Regions from separate parts of the Rattus norvegicus genome. Here all the other regions are linked to region 3. A link is a contact called in public Hi-C and HiChIP or PLAC-seq data. All regions are on one chromosome and are shown on one strand. The core of a region is the stretch at or near the end of the contact, and the rest is flanking DNA. Distances in the headings are between cores, read along the strand shown.

What was found. A called contact is a pair of places that touch in the nucleus more often than the background predicts. HiChIP or PLAC-seq counts read pairs in DNA pulled down with a chosen protein or histone mark.
Region 1: a Hi-C map of Schwann cells shows a contact between it and region 3, with 5 times the contacts expected there. The contact joins the enhancer-like site here to the promoter of Enc1 in region 3. A contact is called at or near these places in 4 of 12 Hi-C or Micro-C datasets (Schwann cells, frontal cortex, mammary epithelial cells and 1 more) and 1 of 1 datasets of contacts at active chromatin or transcription factors (oligodendrocytes).
Region 2: an H3K27ac HiChIP or PLAC-seq map of oligodendrocytes shows a contact between it and region 3, with 7 times the contacts expected there. The contact joins the enhancer-like site here to the promoter of Enc1 in region 3. A contact is called at or near these places in 5 of 12 Hi-C or Micro-C datasets (the Rat2 cell line, Schwann cells, kidney and 2 more) and 1 of 1 datasets of contacts at active chromatin or transcription factors (oligodendrocytes).

What each region holds. Positions count from the first base shown.
Region 1 is chr2:30,613,042-30,616,370 of GRCr8, forward strand. No RefSeq gene overlaps it. Among named protein-coding and RNA genes, the nearest start is that of Enc1, 330 kb to the left of the region's middle. Within about 2 kb of position 1,495, at least 15 of the 93 cell types and tissues checked have an H3K27ac peak or open chromatin away from gene starts, as enhancers often do. A contact at or near this core is called in Schwann cells, where this site is marked.
Region 2 is chr2:30,721,436-30,724,602 of GRCr8, forward strand. All of the region lies in intron 1 of LOC102551027 (a long non-coding RNA gene), which reads left to right. Among named protein-coding and RNA genes, the nearest start is that of Enc1, 440 kb to the left of the region's middle. Within about 2 kb of position 1,901, at least 7 of the 93 cell types and tissues checked have an H3K27ac peak or open chromatin away from gene starts, as enhancers often do.
Region 3 is chr2:30,283,823-30,287,030 of GRCr8, forward strand. It overlaps Enc1 (ectodermal-neural cortex 1), which reads left to right and starts at 1,452. Exons shown (of 3, transcript NM_001003401.2): 1 at 1,452-1,736.

The DNA.
Region 1 (3,329 bases), core at 245-2,744, 330 kb after region 3:
ATAATAGAGTCTTTACACGGTCAACACAGGTCCTCTTTCTTTTTGATCCACTGCTGGTTGGATCTGCAGATACAGAAGGCCTGCTGGACCTTCAGCTACTGGCCATTGTATGTGATCTGTGGTTCAGTTGTAGGTTTGTCATGTGCAGAGAAGGAAAAGATGCTTCTGAGAAGAGCAGTGACAGGAAGAGCAGTACAGGCTCTGTGAACAAGTTGAGCAAATGCTGGCCTCTCGTTTTGCATGTTTGAAGATGTTTATGTGGGAACAGATCACAGACATGCGTAGCTGCTCCTGATGCTATTGAGGGAAGCTGGTGACACAGTAGTCTCCTCTTCTCTTTTCCCTGCGTCTCCCCCATCCCACTGGATGAACGTTTGATTTATAGCTCAGATTGGTCTCACTATCCTCTTGCCTCAGCCTCCTGGGGGTTGGAATGACAGGTCTGCAATACCACAACAGGTTCAAATTTGTAATCAATACTATCACTTGACTTGGGCAGGAACCCTCATTTCTTGGTGTATCTACTTGTACAGTGTGGAAATAGGCCTATCTCATGAGATGGCTATTGGCTTCGAATGAGATATTGTATACAGATTGACTAAAGATAGAGCCAGGCACATAGTAGGTATTTAGTAAACAAGAGATGACCTAGAAATTCCAAGATTTTGTACAGTTGGTAGGTAGGTCTGAAGCTAACAATGATGCTTTCTTCTTCCCAAAGAGAACACACAGAACCAAAGACCATCAGATCAACCAGTCGGCCAAGCAGAAGATATAGCAGCAGATGGGAAGGAGTCATCTTCTTAGGAAACTCCCTGCAACACCAGAGAGCTGCTCGGTTGAGGTATTAACATAGTCTTCTCTTGAAACTTCTGCTCATAGACAATAGCACTGATTTGAGTCTCAACTTCAAGTTGGTAAACAGCTCAAAGGAATTTAATTTGCCCTGTGAAGTGTGGGTAACACCGCTTTATCTTTCAGAGAAGACACACTGCAGCTTCCATAACATTCGTAATGAGGCCATTACCACCGGAGAGCGACTCCCTCCTGAGTTCTGACAGAGCTGTAGGCCACATGGTCGTGATTCATCTGTAAATCATGCTCTCTGTTTAGAAATCTTGGCGACTTCCTCCTTGTGCCCTGCTGTCTCTGTGGAAGGAGGCATGGGAGGGAACTGAGGGGAGGGGAGGGATGTGAGGCTTGACTCTGTCTTCTGTAAAACCATTACCCTTCTTCATTTCCACTAGAGTACCCCCGTTTTTGCATGGTATTTTATACTCGATTAATTCCTGGAGATATTGCCAGAAACTAACGTGTTCTGTGTGCCTACTGAATAACTGTGGGGATTTTTTTTTTTACTGTTGTTATTTGTTTAGGTCATATTTTTGCAGACAGCGGCAATGTATTAATTGTTCATTCGGTGCATAGAGTAACTAGCCTGAAACTATTATTCTTTCTTTGATATGATTCATGCATTCTTGACCCAAAGGCTGTTTTGCAATGAGAAAAAAAAAAAAAAAAAAGGCCGAGTGCAGTGGCAGCGTTTGGAATCCGTGCCCTTGTGGGATTGGTACGTGGGAGGGTGGGGTGGGGTGGCTGATGTTGGGCTGGGTGTGGTGGAATACCCCTTTAATCCCAGCACTCTGGAGGCAGAGGCACTCAGGTCTCTCTGAGTTTCAGCTTAGATAATGTGTCCCATACCCACCATAGTTCAATTGTGAGACACTGTCTAAAAGAAACAAAACAGCTGATTGGGGTTTGGAATGGAGGTTAAACATTGAGTTGTGTTGTGCTTTTATAGAAAGCAGAGATGATCGTGGGTGAGTTCATAATCTTTGTGAGTCTCCAAAAGGGGAGACACCACAAGCTGTAGAAAACACATAGATTGGGATCAAAGTGCGTAGGTTATGATTGGCCCAGACGGCAACGGGTCTTTCCCATCCTTTCCTCTCCTCACCGCCTCATAACAGAGGCTTTTTATCACACTCTAGTGCATGGCCTGGGACGACAAACTCCAGAGGCTTGGAGACTTATGATGGCCTCATGCCTAGTAGCCCTTTCGGTAATACACTTTTCCTGCCTTGTTTTTTGCATAGGTGCTAACATCAAGTTTGGGGATCCATCAGGACTTGTGAGTCCTCATTTGAGTCCAATACCAATACCAACACTAGTCTTCTTCCAATACCACACTAGCATCACCCTATTCTGTCAGGCTTTTCTTCTTTGTGAATACGAGTCAAAACAAAACAAAAAGAAGGAGGTGGTCTGGGACAGTTGCTCAGTCATACATAAATATCTGAGTTTGACTCCTAGCACCCATGTAAAAGTGCACACTTGTGATTCCTAGGCTGGGGGAACATAGAACAGTCAGATTCCCTAGGGACTCAATGGCCATGCAGTCTAGATGATATGGAGACTCTAGGCTAAAGAGAAACCCTGTATCAAAAGTGGAGGCCATCTGAGGGAGGATATCCAAAGTTGGCCTTTATATATACACCTCTCTCTCTCTCTCTCTCTCTCTCTCTCTCTCTCTCTGTGTGTGTGTGTGTGTGTGTCTCCCCTCCCCCTCCCCTTCCCTCTCCCCATCCCTACACACACACACACACACACACACACACACACACACCGGTCTTTTTTGTTGAGACTCTCACAATATCTTTCTGGGTCTAATTATGATGCTGGGCTAAGGTTTCAAATGAATGATTTCATTCTTTAAACAATCAGTGTCTTTTAAAGCTCCAGACATCTTTTTGACCATGTCCCAAGGACCTCGGTGGACTGATGTGTCAAGGGGTTTCTCAGTCCTGGCTCATGTTTTGCCAGCTGCTCTGACCAGCAACAGAGAGAAAAAGGCACTCAGGCTTATAGGTCGGATGCTTGCATTTTTTATGTGTGGGAAACATTCATGGACAGACCTCGAATTGTAAAAAGCCAACCGGTGCATAGGATGTCAGAACACTCACTGTCTCTGTCCTGGGGACAGTTTCTTGGCATGGCCTTTTGTTGTCTAGGTGTGTCTAATTGTTTTAAAGGCACAGCTGCATGAATCTGATTTGCCTTCGAAGGTGGGGGTTGGGAGAAAAAAGGGGGAAAAAAGAAGGGGAAAGAAAAAAGGGGAAAACTATTTTCCTAAGTCAGGAAACAATTTTCAACTACCTTCTTGGTTCTCACCTTTGAATTTCTGGGAAGCCTGTTGTAGACTTTCAACTCATTTGGCGGCTAAGTAGAAAGCATTTTCCCTCTAGCCTCAGAGGGCGGCTTTCCATATCTTTGAACTTATCTCAGACAACAAAGAGCATTCAGAACTGGCCTCCTCACTTGTGCTTTTA
Region 2 (3,167 bases), core at 651-3,150, 440 kb after region 3:
GCTCACCACCACGTCCCCAGTGCCCCCAGAGCTTAAGGGTTTAATGCAGATGACTGAGCTGATATTTAAGTGAACATGTGTGTAGATAGCACTATATGAGAGATGATTATGAGAGGTCAGATCTCATTGAAAATTCATCTAATTTGCTACAATATGACAAACACTACTTGGTTTATCTGATATTCAGATATATACAACTTACTTAAGTTTTAATTTGTAAAATTAAAACCACAGTAAGTCTTCATCTTAGTTCTAGATAGTTTTTAGTGTCCTAGGTTGGTAATGAGATCTCTCGTTGGCCTTTAAGAGTTCAGATTTCTATCCATAGGGGCACATATCTCTACCATCCAGGAAGAAGGTGACATCTGGTTTCTAATAAGCCCTGTCTTTATTGTCTAGAGGAGACAGGTCCTCTGTTCTTCCTGAAGTTGCCAGCATGTGTGATATGTTGTGGCAAATCCTCATCTGACACTTTATACTCCTCTAATGTCCCTGATGCCTGTTCCTAACAGTGTTTTCCTCTAACTCATTTCTACTCCAAAGAAGGGAAGAATTAATACTTGCTTTCTCTGTTTTCCTCAGAGTGATTCTTTGCCAAAAAGGGAGTTGAAGTGAGTGAGAAACAAACTTAAGGTCATCTGTGTTGTTAGCTTCTTACTCAAAAGGCCAGGCATTGGGCATGGACAGACATCCGGCAGTCCCAGAGAGGAGCTGATGCTCTAAGGATGTGGGACCAGATGAAAGCACTTGGCTTCATGATAACATTGTGACAACTGAACATCTCTGCCTTACAATAGCAGCCCCTATAGCAGCCCCTTCTATGGGTTTTCTTTAAGGCTGCATTGGCTAGGCTAGTATTCCTTGCAGCCTAGGGCATTCCTAGCTGCTAAAACTAGCTAGGAAGAGTGGCTATTAGTTCTATATATCTGAACATACCTTAAACTTGAATCTAGTCTTCATCTGACATGATGAAGCTAACCTTAATCTGAACCTTACCATAACACAATAGGCGTGTGATCCTAATTAAATACAACTACTTAAAACGAGATCCAAACTAAAAAACAGGTAAGAACCTTTCTGTTATTTATTGAGTTACAGACTGCCAAGACCACAGATAGCAAGTCATAATGATACACACCCAGTTATTATAAATCTATGCGTGATTTGACTGTTCCTTTTTACTCCATTGAAAACTAACCAACCCCAAACCCCACGCTCTCTCTACTTTCTTTGATTTTATCACACACAAGAAAATTTCATTAATGTGACTTATTTTTAAGAAAAAGAAAAATACTCTTTTCTCAACATCTAGTTCACCCGAGACCCCATCATTACCCTCAATTCAACGTCAAAACTATTTAGTTAACTAAGAGCATAGCACACAGTCAGACAATGCTTTACTCCCTGACTTCCATACTGCAATTCTATATCTATAACAAACGAGATGAGTAGAACAATAACCCTTTGGCTCATTGGCCAATTTGAAATGAAAAAAAAAATTGAGACAATAGTTATTCAATGCTAAATGAAAATGCAGAGACACTTCCAAATTCACATTATGCAAAGACCCCAAAATGGTTAGCTCTTTTTATCTCAGCGAATTAGGAGAGCCTGAGGCTTTGACTAAAACCACAAAGTGAGCCCTCCCACCCCTGCGTCTCCTTCTTTCTCTTGGCCTTTTCCCATGGAGCCCAAAGCTAATAGGTTGCACATGCTGTTAAATAAGCCTCCATTTCCCCAAGGAGTCAACTCTGCCAAGAGGCCCTCACTCGCAGCGGCGTGTCTCACCAGTTCCTGGCTTTGGTTTCACGGGATCTGAAGCACTCTCACACGAAGCCAGGAAGATCTGTGGTGCAGTGGTGTGGAAAATGTGAAGCATCAGGCGGATGGCGTAGCTTGCAAAGCTGGACTCCGTAAACAAAATTTGGCTTGCCTGTTGTCTGCTTGATAAGGATGGATGAGGGATGAAGACTCTGCTGGCTTTCCAGCACAATCGGAGTGTTGGTCTTAAAGTGACACACTAAAGAGGCAATTAAACTGGGCACTCTTTGTTTCACAGCCACTGGTAGCCACTCCTCATGCTGACCCGGTAGGGCATTCAGATGGGCTGGAGAGACAGGAAGGTTAGAGGTGCTAAGTGGCTGGACCTCCGGCTGCAAATAGGTTTAGCAAGACCTTGGTGAGAGCACTAACACTGAGTTCTCTCTGGGGCTGAGAAATGAGTCTACCTGTGGTGGCTGCCTCCTGAGAGAGGACGGGGTGTTCCAGTTGAAAAATGGCCTCACCTGTCTTGAGCCCGCCTACTGGTTTTAGGCACTCACAGCTGGGTTGTTTGAAACAAAACTAAATAAATACATTTTGAGCTTCCAAGATGGGTAGGACTGTATACTATTCATTAGTTTGTGGTGTGTCTGCTTTGCCTCTGCAGAGGCAGGATGCCATGTCTGTCAAGTCTGTTCAGGGTTTTCCAATCTTTTATTGATTACTCTTTACACACCCACGAAAGAGCTGAGTAAGAAGAGTGAAGGGAAGCTGGTGTATATGCATATGGGGTTTCCTTTTCTCTGATATTCCTTGACATATTACATCTGGCTGTGTTCCCCAAATTCATTTTTGTAGTTTACTCCTGTTTGGTGACATTATGGAAATCACTAATTTAAACTCTGAGCCATAAAAATAAATGCAGTATATCAGCTAACTCAGCCTTTTTATATGCGGTGTATGCCAGTAGCTTTGGCTTCATTTTCTCTTATTAAAACAATGGTGGTCATGAGCACTGAATTTATTTTGACTCAACAAAGAGTGACCTGTTTCCCTACTCAAAATACTGGAATGGACGGGTAGTATCAAAGTCTAGGTGCTATTGTTCAGTCAAATATGCATTTACCCTAATTCTACATTTATTTGTCCTACATTTCATGGATGCTTTGTGTCAGGAATGTTTTAGATTTAACATTTTCTTTGGCCGATATATCAGCATCTTCTATTGTATCTTCTCCTTCTGAGATTCTCTCTTCATTCTCGTGTATTCTGTGTCTGTTGTCCCTGTTCTCTCTCCTAGATTTTTCCATCTCCAGAGTTGCCTCAGTTTGTGTTTTCTTTATTGCTTCTATTTCTAGTTCCAGTTCCTTTACCTGATGGTTTCCTCTTGGCTTTCCTTAAGAAAT
Region 3 (3,208 bases), core at 202-2,701:
TGGAGCCTCCTGAGCCGGTTTAAACCTTTGTTACGCCTGGCGTTTTAAGAAAAGGAAGACTCGGGGCGCAGCGTTGGGGAAATGGAGAGGACAGGGTAAAGTCGATCTCCCGGGCCACTATTGAGGGTGTGCAGATCTCCAGACAGGCAATTCACATCGCCCAAGACTTTTCCTTGCTCACCTGTACGATAAGGGGTTGGGCCAATGATCTATACAGTTCGTCCCTACGTATCTCAAATGCGGAGTAAGAGCCAACTCAAAAGTGGCGTTTTAGCTCCCAGCCAAATGCCCTGGCACAAAGAGTCAGAAATGAGAGTCATAAACAGTTGTGGCTACATGAATTGATTTTTTTTTCGAATACTCTCGAGGCTTTACGGTGTGTGTGTGTGTGTGTGTGTGTGTGTGTGTGTGTGTGTGTGTGTGTGGTGGGGTACTATTTCTTGACTGAGCTCCAAAATCCACCAACCAACAAAACCCAAGAAAGGCCGAGTCTCGAGGTGACTGAGACGCCTTCCCTACCAGGAGGAGGCAGCGTGACTGCTCCTTGGAGGAGTTTGCTTTGAATCTAGCGGCCCTGGCGATTGGTTGCGAAACACGTGGGCCCGCAGGACCCAGCCGGGGTTGCTGTGGCTCCAGCTCCGAGCGAGGCAGAGTCCTGTCGCGGGTTCCTCACCAATTTGGGGTGGGGAAGGCAGACACCCGGCAAGAGCCTGGAGTAGAAGTCTGGCTTCTTGCCAGCAAGTAACCCAAAGTCCACTTGCTCGACCCGCAGTGTCCCCAAGGTCCAAACCAGGGCTTCTTCCCTTGCTCCAGCGGGAACGAGGCTCTGCCTGCGGTTGGGGGATCTAACCCAATGAGTGGCTGTGCTTGCCGGTGCGTGGGACCCCCGGCCTGGCCTTGACTATTCCACTGAGCATTCTTAGGTTCCCCGCACCCTTGAGCACAGGAAAGCTCCCAGGGCTGCTTTCCCCTGCAGTGGACGCCCCAGCCCCCGACCCAGCCTTGAATAGGGTTGACCCGGAGAGGCGAAGGTCCTCGGAGCCCCTCAAACTTATTTTCTTCGCGGTCCCCAGGGGCTGCAGCTGCCCGTAGCTGAGCTAGGGCGTCCGCTTTGTCTCCGTTCACTCCCCGCCCCACTTCCCTGGTTCCTCTCCGGCAAACTCCCCCCGACAGCCCCCACCTCCAGCCCCCAGCTCCTCCCGCTCCAGCCCGCAGCGTGGACGCGCTTCCTCCCTCCTCCCACTAGCGAGTCTCTTTGCATACGCGCCCCCTCCCGGGCGCAACTTATAGCCCGGCGCACGGTGGCCCGGCGCAGTCTGCTCCCGCAGCCTCAGAGCGGTCGGCGCGACGGAGGCGCTGCAGAGACCCAGAGCCGACGCCAGGCGGCCGCCAGCGCTCCCGCCGCAGCCCGGCTCCCTCCCACTGCGTGCAGCCCGCCTTCCTTAGCGGCGCGGCCGCCGCAGGCTCACTCTCCCCTGGCTAGGCGAGCGCCCGCAGACGCTTGGCCCGGCCGGGGCGCCAGGTCCGTAGCTGCTGATCGGGAGACCGAGATCAGCTGCCTGCCGGAGCCGGCCTGAGAGCCACTACCCGGGACGCCATCGCCTCCCTTCCCGGCGCTCTTTTCTCCCCGGCGATCGCCACCGCTTCCTGGAACAGAGACGCCTTTCTTCGGCTCCCTGCGGGTGACCGAGGCAAGAACCCCAGCCGGTTGTGTGCGGAGGCCAGTCGCCACTACTGTAAGTTTGCCCTGCAACCCCAAACCTGTTGCGGGCGCCCGGGTTTCGGGGGTTGGGAGGTCTGCCGCAGGGTGTGCTTGCGAGCACCGAGCCGGCGCCGGCCACCCTGGCTGTGGCTTAAGCCCAGGAGGTGCTCTCGAGGCAGAACTGTGGCTGGTGTGAGACAGCACTGGGAGAGCGACTTGCCTCTCCTCTGCAGTGTAACGCCCGGGCAAGTCTCGGTGTGTGCGAGGAGCCAGGTTGGGGGATGTTATTACCCCGGCTCCCAGCAGCCTTCAGGCAGCCCAGAGCGTGGGATCGGTTCCCCAGGGTGCCTCGTAGCCGGTTCCGGGGGACGGTGGGGGCCATGCCCAGACCTCCTCATGCGGGCACTTGACTTCAGCCAAATGAATGAAAACTGGTTCCTGAAAAACGAGTTTCCTCTCCTGCAAGCTTTTGCCTTTTAGAATGACATTAATTTCAAAGGCTAGGAATTGGTGGGCGGGGTGGAGATGAAACGGTGAACTTGGACTTGTAATTTGGTGTCGCCCTCACTGGCATGTCCAGCGTGTTAAATAGCGTTGCAAGTGTTGTAGGGGACTGTGGCGAAGAGCTATTTTTGTAAACATCTTTATAGTGTGGTTCCATTGTTGTCAATAATGTGAATGCTGGAGAACATCTGCCTGGTGTCTTTTCTCGTGGGATTGAGATCAAGCTTCAAACCAGGAGAGAGACGGAGGTGCTCCCAGTGTTGGAGGCAGACATCATGCGTGTGAACAGGAGTAAATGAGCCGAAGTTACTGAACTAGATGCCCTTTTGATGTTCACAGTAATAGTCTTTTTCTCTGCCTTCTTTGTAGATGCAAGTTAAGTATATATGTGCGTTTGGGGGACCATTTCCTTAGCATTCAGACTTATGTCTCTGGGGGCTTTAAAAAATGTTGGGAAGAACGATTCATTTTATGTTTAAGGTGTGTTTAGAAAAGGTATACATTATTTCTGTGGCTATTTTGATGTTTGCGTGCTTCTAAACCAGGGAGCACATTGTCTCCCTTGGGTCTTCAAGTGCACCTTTTGTTTTAATCATACAGTGGTTGCAAGATGAGAAATTGTGACCGTGACATCCCTTTCCTGTGGGATGGGGTCCAAGGTGATAGGGTAGACAGTGCCTTCTGGTTTTCGGGGGGGGGGGGCTTAGAAAACACAGACGCAGCAGCGTGTTGCACGTCTTGTAGGTCTTCTAGACAAACTGTTTTCTTAAGTATACACCTGGTTGTAGTTGTTTTATACCACCCTGACTCTCTAGCCCTGTGGGATTCCAGCTCAGCCTGCTAGCACTTAGATGCTTGTGTTCCTGGCGTTCCTTTCTTGGCTCGCAGCCCGAGAGGAGGCAGCTTCCATAGAGTAGACAATCATTTAGAGGTTTAGGCTTAAAATCTTCCTCAGAATAACTCAGACTGAACTGCACTCATTTAAATGGCATCACAGTGGTA